Linked DNA regions of Mus musculus: region 1 is linked to region 2. A link is a contact called in public promoter capture Hi-C data. All regions are on one chromosome and are shown on one strand. Each heading gives the region's core, a stretch centred on a gene start, on an enhancer-like site or on the middle of the called end of the contact. The rest is flanking DNA. Distances are from core to core; before and after follow the strand shown.

The links. Promoter capture Hi-C pulls out the DNA fragments that hold promoters and counts their contacts.
Region 1: a contact with region 2 is called in a promoter capture Hi-C map of the HPC-7 cell line. The contact joins the promoter of Serf1 here to the enhancer-like site in region 2. A contact is called at or near these places in 5 of 39 promoter capture datasets (the HPC-7 cell line, cranial neural crest, liver and 1 more), 1 of 484 Hi-C or Micro-C datasets (adipose-derived mesenchymal stem cells), 4 of 115 datasets of contacts at active chromatin or transcription factors (embryonic forebrain, embryonic midbrain, large pre-B cells and 1 more) and 1 of 9 other capture datasets (liver).

The regions. Positions count from the first base shown.
Region 1 is chr13:100,106,672-100,113,654 of GRCm38.p6, reverse strand. Serf1 (small EDRK-rich factor 1) reads right to left here and starts at 5,636. Exons shown (of 3, transcript NM_011353.2): 1 at 5,426-5,636; 2 at 4,524-4,632. The coding sequence starts at 5,432.
Region 2 is chr13:99,370,430-99,377,529 of GRCm38.p6, reverse strand. All of the region lies in intron 4 of Mrps27 (mitochondrial ribosomal protein S27), which reads right to left. Among named protein-coding and RNA genes, the nearest start is that of Mrps27, 29 kb to the right of the region's middle. Within about 2 kb of position 3,114, at least 17 of the 459 cell types and tissues checked have an H3K27ac peak or open chromatin away from gene starts, as enhancers often do.

The DNA of each region.
Region 1 (6,983 bases), core at 4,387-6,886, 730 kb before region 2:
AGAGGAATCCACCTGCCATTGCCTCTGTGCATGTAGGAAGTTTCCTACACACCTAGGACTACAATATCAATGTTACAAGGCTTGTAGCCAGGGATGGTCTTTAAGCTGACACACAGCCCAGAAGACTTGGAGCTCTTGATCCTCTTGCCTCCATTTCCTGAGTGCTGGAATTATAACTATCCAGTTTTTAAAAGCCTCAAATCAAATAGTCAATGCTTAAAATATGTGGTATTTGAAGAAATTTTTTAACCCTTTTGTCTCCCTGGTTGAATCTTCATGTGTCATGTAAGTATGAACTACCACCAGAGCTAGATGATCCATGAGTTAGTGGGACCCATACTTACACATATACTTTTAAATGTTTTTTTAATATTTAGTGGTTGCTGAATGAGGTGGTGCAGTCCCATAACCCAGGCTCTCGGGAGGGAGAAACAGGAGGGTCAGAAGTTTCAGGTCTGACTCTATACACAGGAAGTTCCAGGCTAACCTGGGACAGATGAATGCTTATACATACATCCTCTTCTTTAAAAAAAAAAAAAAACAAACCCTCAAAACAGAAAACATAGTATTTAATGACACTAGACATCAAATCCAGGGACTCATCCACAGGTGTATGACTCCATATTTTTACATACACTATATAGGTACGCATTCAGCATCCTCAGGCGAGTGTGGTGGTTCACCCAGTGGTTCCAATACAGGGGAGGCTAAGATCACTACCAATTCTAGGTAGTAACTATTTTCAACTGTTCAAAATAGTGTTACTTCATGTCCAAAAAGTCTTTATTGTTTTTATCATCTTTATGTGTCTATTTCTTTCCAAAATTTCAACTTCCAACCCTATTATTTGGAGTTTTCCATGTCTTTGTCTCCCTCTGCTGTTCCGTTCAGGACACTGCAGTAGTTTCTGGTTCTTTTATTCATATGAGGGGCGTACTGTAGAAAAACAAACAAACAAACAAACAAACCAAAAAACAGCGGCTTTTGTGTTTCCAAGCTGGGTGTTTTCCTTTGTCTCCTACGAGTGACCTTTTTTCTATTGGAAAACTTGCATGAGTCCAGCTCCAAGCCCCTGTGTGGCTGGCTCAGGGCATGGGCCTGAACTGCAACCAGCAGCCTATGTACCAATTCTAGGCCTCAGCCACTGCAGTGTAGGTGACTGGAGGAGTGGGGCTTGGCTGCTCAGGGTCCTACCTAGATAGGTGGGGTCAAGGCAGGTGCTGCATTTAGAACTGTGTCTGACTCATTTCAGGATCACTGAGCTAACAGAAACTGAAGGCAAGCTCCTTGCTGTATTAGTAAAGTCACTGGGGCTGTGGAGGTGTCTTAGTTATTAAAGTTCCTGCTGTGCAAGCACCAGGCTCTCAGTTTAGAACCTCCACAAAATTCACATAAAAAGCAGGGCACGGTGGTCTGCATCTAACCTCAGTGCTGGAAGGGCGGGGCTTAGACAGGTAGATCAGTCTGCCAATCTAGCCAGAGGGATGAGCTTCTTATTTAGTGAGAGATGCTGTCAAAAATACAAGGTGGAGAGTGATGGGGGAAAAGACACTTGCTACCAACCTCTGGCCTCTACATTCCCTCACACACACGTGTGTACACTTATAATTACTTGAAGCACGCATTCATGCATGCATGCACACACACACACACACACACACACACACGCACACGCACACACATACATATAAACACAATGACTATCATAAAGGAAAGGAAAGCCGGGCGTGGTGGCACACGCCTTTAATCCCAGCACTTGGGAGGCAGAGGCAGGCGGATTTCTAAGTTCGAGGCCAGCCTGGTCTACAGAGTGAGTTCCAGGACAGTCTGGGCTATACAGAGAAACCCTGCCTGGAAATAAATAAATAAATAAATAAATAAAGGAAAAGAAAGTGATACTTAAGGTGTGGAGGTTTCTGTGACTACCAAGGCGAGCAAAGTTAACAACTGTGTGAGATAAAAAGGCCAGTGTCAGTTCAAACTTTGAGAATTTACAACTGGGTAAATCTAGGCATATTTAAGTCAGCACCATCTGGAAAAAAGTTTCCTGGTGATAATTAACTCAGTCCCATGTACACAACAAAGCTTAAGAGCTGTCTACATTAAAACTCTTAGCAGCCGGGCGGTGGTGGCGCACACCTTTAATCCCAGCACTTGGGAGGCAGAGGCAGGCAGATTTCTGAGTTCGAGGCCAGCCTGGTCTACAAAATGAGTTCCAGGACAGCCAGGGCTACACAGAGAAACCCTGTCTCAAAAAAACAAAAAAACAAACCCTTTTAGGAAAGTACAAATGGCATTTTCCATAAAGATAGGTTATATAGATTAACCACTGAAACTGGCTCAAGGTGAACCAGCTCATGAAAAGGGTCTAGAGGATAAAGCTACAATGTTACTGAGACAAACAAGCTCAAGATAAGTGGGGGCGGGGGAGCCACTGTGTCCGGGCCACACATACAGCACAAAGGTCAGCAGTCCATTCACAGCCTCTGAGTGGAAAATGATTTATACATCTCTTCCTTCGACGAGACACCCTGTGTTTAACATTCCCGTTTCCCCAGTGCTTATCTGTGAGCACAAGGACCTGCATACCTCCTACATTAAGGACTTGATCTCATTGATTAAGAGGACTCCACTGTGGTCTAACATACACGGAGAGTTACGATTTATTTCGTGTGCTTTGTAGGGGAGGAGAGAAAGAGCAGGGCCAAGTTCGGAGCCTTATATATGTTAGGCAAAGGCTCGACCAGATGGCAAGTTTCACTTCCAGCCCTAGCACGCGCCCATAAGCACAGAAGGTCTCACTAAATCGGTTGTCCTTAAACTTGAACTTGATATGAACTGAGGATGACCTTGGACTTCTGATCTCTCTGCAGTTAACGTATTCTTCTCTTCAATGACAAGTCTCATCTGAAAACAATTGAGTGCTGGCTTTAGTAGTCATCAGAGTCCAAGGTGATGCCCACGTAAAGGACTGAGACCAGTGCTAAGCTACATTGAAGCATCCCTAAGCTCCAAGTTCTGTATGAACAATGGAATCTCACGTTAGAACATGTGTGATTCAGTGATAGGGTTAAAAGGTCCTAGGTTAAATTCCCAGAACGTGAAGTATATTGTAAACTTGAGGATAACTCGAACCTTTTCCAGCACAGGGGAGTAAAGACAAGAGCCCAGGCGTGTGAGGTACATGACACTAAGACACATCTCCAGCCTGCTTGGCCTCATGGGGCTTGTAAAGAGGGTGAGATGCATATGCCCAGCCTCCCAGGTTTCTTATTCTATGTCATGATAGAACTTATAACTTGGAACTACATTTCTGTTGTGTATGCGTGGTCCTGGGGATTGAACTGGCAGCTCCAGTGTGCAAAGCATGTAATGTAACCCTGAACTCTGCCTCCAAGCTCTCTGTTCCCCTTTGGAACATGATAATCTGCAACCGCATTTAAGAGTTTTAAGATTTTGCTTGGGCCAAGAAAACACACAGATACACAGTCTCAGTCTCTTTCTTTCTCTTTCTCTCTCTCTTCATCTCTCTCTCCTCTCTCTCTCTCTCTCTCTCTCTCTCTCTCTCTCTCTCACACACACACACACACAGGCAAAATGAATTTAAAAAAAAAAGTTAAAGCATGCCAGGCGCTGGTGGCACACACACCTTTAAGATCCCAGCACTTGGGAGGCAGAGGCAGAGGCAGAGGCAGGTGGATTTCTGAGTTCAAGGCCAGTCTGGTCTACAGAGTGAGTTCCAGGGCTATACAGAGAAACCCTGTCTCGAAAAAAAAAAACCAAAAAAAAAAAAAAAAAAGTCAAAGCGATTATCTTTCTTTGAGACAGTATCTTGTCACGTAGTGCAGGCTGGCCTCAAACTCCTGATTCTCTTGCATCTGCCCCGAGTCCTAGGATGACAACTTATTAGCATTGCCCAGGGCATTAAAGTGTGTCTGTGGCAGTTACTTGCCATAGGAAATGATCTGAAGTGCTACAGATGTTAGGCAAGTGTTCTCTATTGCTGAGCTACGTCCCTACTTTTTAAAGACAAGGTCTTGTCTGTAGGTCTCTTTAGCCTGTGCTGGCCTGAGTAGCATAACATCTTCTAAGAATCTGGTGTCCAAACACTTTCTCCATCCCCAATGGACTCCTGAAGCCCATAATTGATTTTTGACACTCATCTCTTTCATTAAGAGGCTTGGGCCAAGCTGTCAGTTTTGGAAACATTGTATCCCATTCATGCAACAGTGTTTACATATAGAGGATGTTTGTTACTTTCTACAATAAAGTTCTCACAGTTTGTAGTTGCTGTAAGAGTGTTTCTGCAGACATGATAGTTTCAGGGCGTGGCATTCTTCAGCCATAGGATAGGACAATAACTACAATGCATGGTTTCAGTGTTCTTACACAGACACACAGTGTTAACCCTGAACTGTAGGCAAGGCTCAGTTCCAGGAAGGGTTTAAACACGTTCTTCACTCATTCTGAAAATACCGCAGTCAAACGGCCACTGACTTAAACATTCTATTAGCACTACTCACCTCTGCTTTCTCTGAGAGGCAGTCAAGCTGTCCTCTTTTCTTTTCCCTTTGCTAATTTCCTGGGTCTTTTTCATGTTTTTCTGTCGGGCAATTTCTCTTTGATTTCCACCTACAATGATAAACAGGCATGCTTTTTTCCCACCCTCAACAATATGAATACTTAATAGTAAAGAGTCCTTCGTTATAGGAGCCTTAAAGTTTTATTTTTATCAGCAAGAAAGCAGAGTATCTTTAGTTATTCCCAGATTGACCAGGGGGTAGCTTAGGAAGAAACACTCGAGAAGTTAAGTATATTACCACAACAGCATAGGTGTCAAGTAACGCCGCCTTTGCGCCCAGCACTCGGGAGGCAGAAGCAGGCAAGATCTCTGAATTTGAGATTTGAGGTCAGTCTGGTTTACAGACTGAGTTCCAGGACAGCCAGGGGTATACAACAAAACCCTTCTCGAAAACCAAAACAAAAATTAAATTATATATATCTCCATCTCCATCCCAGTGGTTGTGTACACAGGCCTCACTCAAAAATAAGTTCTGGCTTTGATAGGTGTGTGAAGATCCAGTTTGGCTGTTAAAGCCAGCAGAGGCTGAGCTCAAGGAAAGGTACCTTCGAGGACAAAAGAGCTGGAGGGCACCCTGGGCTTCCAGACCTCAGGCGCCCGCTACGTCTCAGCGGACTGGTCCCGCTGGGCAGCCGCCCACGCTCCCGGTGGGCGCGGTCCTCACGCACACCCGCACCTAGGAGGCGGGCACCTGTCCCACCTGGAGCCCGCGTCCCGCCCGCCACAAGCACGAGGTGGCGTTTGCGTCTCTTCCTCCTCCCAGCCAGCTCCCGCTCCTCCCCCGGCCGCTCGGCGCCGTCCCTCCCCGAGCCTCCGCGTCTTTCCAACCGCCCGCAGACTCACGGGCCATGCTGTCCACCGGCCGGAGACTGGAAGACAGCGACCTGGAGAAGCAAACGGCGGCTTTGCACGCTCAGCCGTTGCCGCCGGGCGCTGAAGAAGGCTGAGCCCCACAAGGGCCCTCGATGTGGCGACGCCTCGCTCGGCCAGCCAGCCGCCCCGCCCACCGACCCACAACAGCCGCGGCGTGGCCGGTGAGCCACTGCGCGTGCGCGGTCCCCACGCCCCACCGCCCCGCGCGTCCCTTGTCAGCGAGGCGTCCGCGCGCGCACTCGCCTCCTTACTTAGCAGCCTTACCCTGAAGGTGGGCTTTACGTTCCTCATCTGGCAGAAAAGACCTAACAAGGACAGAAGGGTGGATTTCGCGCGGGCTCCAAGCCTGCTCATTGCACCTTTCTTCCGGTGCCCTCCGGATGGACAGAACTTTAGCTCTAAGCTCAGGCTCTGTGGTTGAACGGGAGCCAAAGTCGCCCAGAATAACTTTATAATCTACATAAGAGCTGAAACAAGTCAGAATGCTTGCATAGGGCTGAGGGGTGTGGCTCATGGGGGTAGGGGATGCTTGCCTATCTTGAGGGACACCCTGAGTCCCACCCCCTCCCTGGGTTGCATTTCTTGAGCTGAGACTTACTTTCTTGCCTGTCCACTATTACAAACTGAGATAGTCTGGACACCGAATTTGCCTGGGTATTTTTAAGAGTTTTATTGTGGAATATTTTTAAAACATACAAAAGTATAGATGATGCTACGGTGTACTCCAACTGTCCGTGTTAACGTGACCTAGTTTAGAGAAAAAGCATCAAGAGACGGAATGTCTGGACTGAAAGTGCAGTCCTAATGGAAACGGATGTATAAAAGTTGGGGTCATAGACAGATGCACTTAGCACTTAAAACGGGCAGAACGCATAGAAACAAACACTTATCTATGACTAATTGGCTATTCTGGGTCTTTTGTTGTTCCATATCAAATAGAGAATTTTCTTCCTACTTATGTGAAGAATGTGATGAGGATGTTGATTGTGATTTCATTGAATCTGTAAGTTGTTTTGGTAGAAAGGTCTTTTTTTCAAAATATTAATTCTACCAAGGTATACACTTGGGAGGTCTTCAAATTCGAGTATGTTTCTTAAACTCTTTCTTCACACATTTAAAGTTTTCATTGTAGAGGGTTTTTTTTAAAACTCTTTTGTTATGTATATTCTAAATATTTTATTTTATTTGAGAGACTGGGAAGAGGAGCGTGCCATGATCTCTTTCTCAGCATGCTTGTTACTCATATGTATTAAGACTGGTAAACTTTGTAAGTCAATTATGTATCATAACACTTTGCTGAAATTACTGAAAATTTCTATATTTTTTCTAGTCAAATTTTGGGAACATTGGGTATAAGATAATATAATCTTCAATTGAAAATAAAAAAATATATGTATAAAATCTATTTTATATGTATAGGTGTTTTGACTGAATGTATATCTGAAATTATGTTTTCTGAGTTCTCAAGTTACAAGGATGTACACCATGCACACAGAGTACATTGAGAGTTTCTGCCAGAGGACCAGGA
Region 2 (7,100 bases), core at 1,865-4,364:
TAACTTTACATGGTAGCAGGGAAAGAGCCCATCTCTAGTCTTTCAGTCAACTCCTTCAAATAAAATCTGGGAGTCATAAATATGATAAACTTACAGCACTATTGTCAGCACACAGCCTTAGCTTGAAAAGTCATCCTCTATTAAAATATCTTCCAAAAGCCCAGCGGTTTATAGATCTCTACTGACATGAGAAAACAAACCCAGGCTATTTCTGCCTCTCTGCTCTCTTTGTACCATGGGTGTTCCGGGATAGGAAGGAGTGTTTCGACACCACTACAGAAGGTGACATAAACACACATACCGAGTGTGCTTTCAGGAGCAGCACGCTGCTGAGGGGATGTGAAGCTAACCTGACCGGACATTTGTGGAGCAGGCAAACAATGTTTTTATGAGCCTGGATGATATGGAAACAATGTTCCCTCAGGTTTAGAGGAAGAACCAAATAAATCCAGGGTAAGGTCTTTGGTCAGTCTCTAGCTGCTTGGCCTTGGAAAGGTTTCTTGGTTTATATCCTTCATCTACAAGAGGGGGATCCAGAAGTCCCCCTGGAATCTGCAGGCTATTCTAGGAGAGGATGAGGACGAGGACATTGGATTATGATTATCATCAGCGAAAAAGCCCCATAGGCTGTCTGAGGTTTGTGGCCACATCTCTGAGGAGCTCAGCTATCATCTAAGGCTCCGCTGGGAGGAGGATGCAGGAACTACACATTCAAACGAAGCGTTTGGAAAATACGTCTGAGAACTAACGAGGCTGCTAAACATGCTTCATGATACAAGTTGAGCACTGATACAGGTAGAACTGTAGACTACTTCCTATGTCAAAGCACAACATGGGTCATGGGTTGTTCAATAAATGGCAGAAAAAAGACTAGGGACATATGTTTTATGCATATAGGTATGTAAGTATATAAGGTATATATATATACACATATAAGGTATTAAGTATATAAGGGATATAAGGTATGCATATAAGGTATATATGTATAAATCTATATCTCATAATTAATGTGATTCTATATGAATCACATATACATGCTAAAAACAAAAGCATACATTAATTGGGGGTTAATTTACTGGGCTGAAAAGTCTTGTATAAAAACAAAAAGAAATGAGAAAATGTCACTTAATTCAAAGCTGTTCCATAATCACTAGAGGCCCAATAAACTAGAAACCAAAAACAACCCCTCCCTGCCTGCCCCCATAACCCAGCGTGAGTATTCATGGCCATTTATTCTTTCACTCGATTTTAGGATTATCTTCTCAGGCCCTCAAATAATTCTGCAAAAATTAGATTAACTTTATAAGTGAAATCTAAATTAACTTAAACAGATTCACTTAAAACAGATAAATGGAGGTATAATAAAAAGATTGCCAGGAAACATTAAAATACAGACTTTTTTTTTCCTTTATAAAGTTAAAAGCCTTAATCATCTTTTTCTATTTTTGAAATATGAAAAATGTTGTCTGTTTCATCCTAACCTTGAAGGCCACAGTAGATCAACCCAACCTTCCATGTAGCAATGGGCTACACAAGCAGGTTACTCAACTTCTCCATCAGGGAAAGAGGAGTGCTGAGAAGAGCCGACAGCTTCAGCCATGCCGAGCTGCTGCTTGCTCTATCATCAGAAGAGACATACAAGTTCTCTCTCAGCTGTGTGACTGTCTGCAGCCCAGAACCCCTAGTCGCTATCTATTCTGTGCTTTAGTTACCAACTCAGTAGCACTGGGCTAAGGTTGGGTTGGGGCAGGCTTTTTCTACTCGGGAATCCCTTCCCTGCAGACAGAATGCAGATGACTCTCTGCTGCCCCCTTTTGGTCTGCTATGGTTGCCGTAAAGCTTTGCAACTTGTAGCTATTTATAGGGCAACCTGATGTCTTTTAGGATCAGGACGCTTCCCCCAAATTTGACATCCTTTGCCTCTGGGTACTGAGCACCCTTCATAAGCACCTACCTGTCTCTCCCCATTTCTGAATCCTGCTGAGGCCTGGACTGTTGATACCCTTAGTGAAATCTGGCAAAGATCACTGGAGAATAATGGGTTTAAAAACCAAAATCTGAATTTAAAACACAATTTCCCTTAAAGAAAAGTGAAGAGAAAAATAGTCCTTGTCTTTCAGGGACGAAGCCTGGCTACTATCTAAGCTAAATCTCAGCAACCATTCACCTCCTCTGCTCGAGACCCTGCAGCAGCTTTTAAACAATTCCTCCAAGCCTCCTATCTACGGAGACAGGAGGATTATTTAATATCGATTAGTAAAGAGGGAGGGGTGGAGGGTGTAACAGTATTACATATGTTATTTATATGTTAACTATGTTAGCATATGCCACACCTGACTCTCAAGGCCTGGTACCCTGACCTCAGAGACCACAACTGAACCTCCCTTTAAAACTGCTTCTCAAGTAAAGACAAATCATTTTCTGACAAGTCAGTAAGTAGCTGAAATATAATTTTAAGGAAGGGTCAGAAGTTATATTAAAAGTCAGGGCAAGTATAGATGAGGCAAAACAGGGGACAGGAAACAAACCAGAAAGCACAGGACACTCTCAGGACGGGAGGCCACTGTGGCTGTGCTCTGAGAACACTGTGTTCGTTATGAGAGACATGATACCTTTCACTACCTACCACTAACTCAGCAAGCTGAGAACTGGGGTGATCTGTACCTATGAGACCCTCGGAGTCTCATTTTAACATTCTTCCCACGCCTTTCCTATCAACTGTGCCAAGGCTTTTAGCAATGAAGACTCCTGGATTATCTATCACCTCTGGGAGGCACCCAACACCCAGCCCCCGCCCCTAAGTATGGACCATGAAGCGGTGAGTATTTCCCTCACTGGCTGCTTGGTCTACGAAAGACTGCTTTAAGTCCCAAACTCACCTAGAAAATGAGGATGCTGTCTTAAAACCAACGTTGATATTTAAAGAAACAGAACAGGCCTCCAAAAAACCCTGTCTGTTTAAAACAACCATAAAGGGAAATCTATCATGGAAATCACAGCAGTCACGATCAGTGAAGAGAATCCACAAAGGTTCTAAGTATCCCTTCCCTAGACACAGAACATCTGGAAATACTTAAGGATGGACTTGCTCTTGGCCTTAAAGTCATGATGCAACCAACTGCGACTCCTGCTCCCTCCCACCAACTCCCCCTAAACCTCCGCTCATCTGCTCCGCTCTCTAACACTGTGGCAGCTCCTAGAAGCAAGCTGCAAACTCACCTGCAAACACTGCACATAAGCAGAAGCTTTAGTTTGTCTCTGCATCCCACAGGCTTGGTTCAAGGTTCCTGACTATGTCATGAAAACAGCCAATAGAAAGAGCTGTTGACAAAGGACTGTACTGCAGGAAACAACTCAGAGAACCTGTGCTTTGTGAGCCTTTCAGAGGCAGGAGACATAAGGATAAAGAGTGCACGAAAGTTAGCGGGGATCACTAACACTATTTATGACTGAAACCCACGACGGATCAGAAGCCCCAGTCTTTCTGTGACCTAGTCTTACATGGACTGCTTTTTTGTTTGTTAATCATGACAGAACTGACTGAAATGCTGACAATACCATTTAAGCGTACAGTGTTTCTGAGAAGCTAAGCAGACCAGGCCCTCATGCTCACAGGGTCTGAGGCTTTGGGCTTAATGAGAAAGCCAGGTGTTCCCCCGGGGAGCCAGTATCTACAGTCAGCTTAACAGGCTCCAAGTCACACATCAAACTGGAGCTTAAACTGCCTCTCCCATTCTGCTATCAAGGCTTGAAAGCACCCACCCTCCACAATACAAAGGCGGTCATACGGCTGCTGATCTCTACATGTTGGCCTTTCTTTAGGGCTGACTGTCCGTCACAGTTTAAGGTCTCATCCCAACTCTGTTCTGGTTACCACCGAGACGGCCTCTGACGGCCACGCACAGGCAGATATGCTGGCCTGCTCCCTAAGCCCTGGGTTCAAGTCAGGTTTCCACCCATGGCTTCTAGAAGCTGACTTGCTCACCCCAGACATTACAGAGGTGGCTTCAATTTCAATTCAGATTCTAAAGTAGAGAAGCCTCAGAGGCCACCTAGACTGCAGGTGCCCAGCTGCTGCCAGAATGCCAGGCAGAGCCAATGGCAATGCTTTGGCAAGTGTGCTCCCTCCAAAGCTCTGTAGCCAGCTCTCCTCTAAGGACTAAGTATGGTCAGAAGGCAGAGGACAGCAACCTAGAAACACGGAGGTGTCCATAACAAAGTGAATGTCCAGCCTCCCCCGCCCCACAACTGCTTCCAAGGCAGCACTTCAGCCATGTTCCGGTCCTTTTCCCATTAGCCAGGGCTTCATCTCCAACCCTCTTTGCTTTCAACTCTTCATTAACTCTGTTGATTTATTTTCCCCTCCTGTGTATAATCCATTTCTCTCTCCATTTCTACCGCTGATTACCACAGGTCAGATCTTTATCACTGCAAGCAGGGAAAATTAATTTCCTTCCTACTTTTAACCATTTAAGTAAAAAAAAAAAATTGTTACTAATCTTCATGGAATGAATACCTTGTTATAATACACATTTCTCAAGAGTCTACTGATGATAATTACCTGTGGGTCATTAAAAAAGTTCTTCTTGACTAAGAAATACACACTCACAACATAAAATTCAAAAGGTCCAAGACAGAATTCAATGAAAAATTACCCAGGAGTATTTCCTGAAAGAAAGCACTGTTAACAGCTTTTGTATGACAGTTCTTACCACTCAAAGGCATCCTATGTACATACTCCTGTACATATATACACACATGTATCACAGAACATGCACACATGCCACACAAACCATAACTTGTCACCTAATAATTCTGTGACTTACCCCACAGCATATATAAATATACGTCAAGCACTCATTCTTTTTACCATTTCTGCAATCCTTTCTCCCTCTGTCTAGCAACCTTAGCCCTCAGTGGTCTCCACAGGTGCCTCTCTCTCTGATGGCAGGCCCCACAAAGTCAGTTCTAACCTCAACTTTACCACTCAGGTCCTACCTTTTTTTATGCATATTTGTGGATAACAGCATTAATCCCTCTTTCCTTTTACCTCAAACATATTTTAAAACATAAACCTTGTTCGTTTTTTGAAAAAAGACTTATTTATTTATTATATAAATACACTGTAGCTGTCTTCAGACATACCGGAAGAGGGCATCAGATCCCATTACAGATGGTTGTGAGCTGGGATGTGGTTGCTGGGATGTGACCTCTGGTAGAGCAGTCAGTGGTCTTACCCGCTGAGCCATCTCTCCAGCCCCCACCATAACCCTTGTTATAAACACAGGGAACTTACCTATTACATGTGGGTTTGCCTGGACTCTGAACAGCTTCACATACATATTCATCCTTACGGATCTGCAGTCTTTTTGATTTGTAGTGATTATACCATGTCTTTCCTTTGAATACACCAGTTTCAGTGAATTAAGAAACTGTTCTTCTATCTCCTATTGGCTTTAGAACTTCCCTTATAAACAGATCGGATTCATCTTATGGACACAGTAGTTGGTAATTGTCCTCATGTATTCTCATTTTAAACCTTGTCAGAGCAGTTGTTTCAACAGAAAAAGAACAGCTAATTGACACAATTAATCTGTATCTCCATGTCCCTATATTTACCCCCTTTTCTTTTTATCCAAATAAATACTAGACATTTAATACATTTTGTTGATTTGTTTGCTCCTAGTTCCTCCACATTAAGAGTGCATACCAGGCATGGTAGCACACCCTTTTAATTACAGCACTAGGGAGGCACACGCAGGCAGATCTCTGTAAGTTTGGTGCCAGCCTGGACTAGACAGTGCTCCAGGCCAGTCAAGGCTATATATTAAAGACCCTCTCAACAAACAAACCAAACAAACAAAAAGAAAGAATGCATGTGTGGGCTGGAGAGATGACTCAGCAGTTAAGAGCACTGGCCACTCTTGCAGAAATGAAGGCTTGGATCACAGCATCAAACATGGCAGCTCATACCCATCAATAACTCCAGACTGTTTTAGAACAGTTCCCTTTAATACTAACAAAAGGGGATCCGATACACTTTTGTGGCCTCTGTGGGTACCAGGCACGCACGCGGTGCACATACATACTCGTAGGCAAAGCACTCATTCACAAACTACATCTTAAACCACATGGAGATGTAAATGTGTGCACACATGAGGCAAACATAGCATGGGAAGACCTATTTAGACTTTTTAAAAGAACTTTGATAAAGCAGAGCCAGATTAGAATATCCATATTATCTAAGGAAAAGACTACATTAAAAACTATAGCCAGCAAGACAAGATATTTGTATACCAAATAAAGCAAAACGGAGATCAATAGAACAAAAAGTCATATGAAAATTATTACCAAGAGGTTCAGGGCAATGTGAAAAGAGTGTTGTGCTTACAGTAAATGGCCTGGATAAAATTAGGTGTTTTAATGAAAAAAAGGAAGGAAGGAAGGAGGGAGGGAGGGAGGGAGGGAGGGAGGGAGGGAGGGAGGGAGGGAGGGAGGGGAAAAAAATAAGACTTTGAGCCTTATCTTCTATCCTGTGTAAAAACAAACAAAACTTTAAAAAACAAAGCAAGCAAGCAAACAAACAAACAAAAAGCCCTTAACTATTTATAAACATAACTCTAGAACCTAAAATTATAAAATTCTCAAGTAAAATATCAGAGAAAATTATCTATGGTGTTCAGTTGGTAGAGATGTCTTAGAAGACACCAAAACCAACAACAACAAATCCAGGAAGAACTGGATTTCCATCAAAGGTAAAACCTCACTTTTGAAAAATAAAGTAAGTGAATGAAAATATAATACTCAGAAAAAGAGTTTTCAAATTCAGTAAAAAGAAACCAACCACCAAGACGGCAGAAAATCTGAACATTTGTCAAAGGACAATCATAAGGCAATTGCAAGTTTAAACCAAAATCAAAACACATCAATTTAGCTTAATGTGTCAGATGAAGTGCAGAGGAATGAGAGTCCGCTGGGATTATAAAATGGGCTGAGTACTTTGTAACAACTATCAAGTTCTTTAAAAGTTAAATATATCAGAGCTGGAGAGATGGCTCAGCGGTTAAGAGCACTGTGTTCTTCCAGAAGTCCTGAGTTCA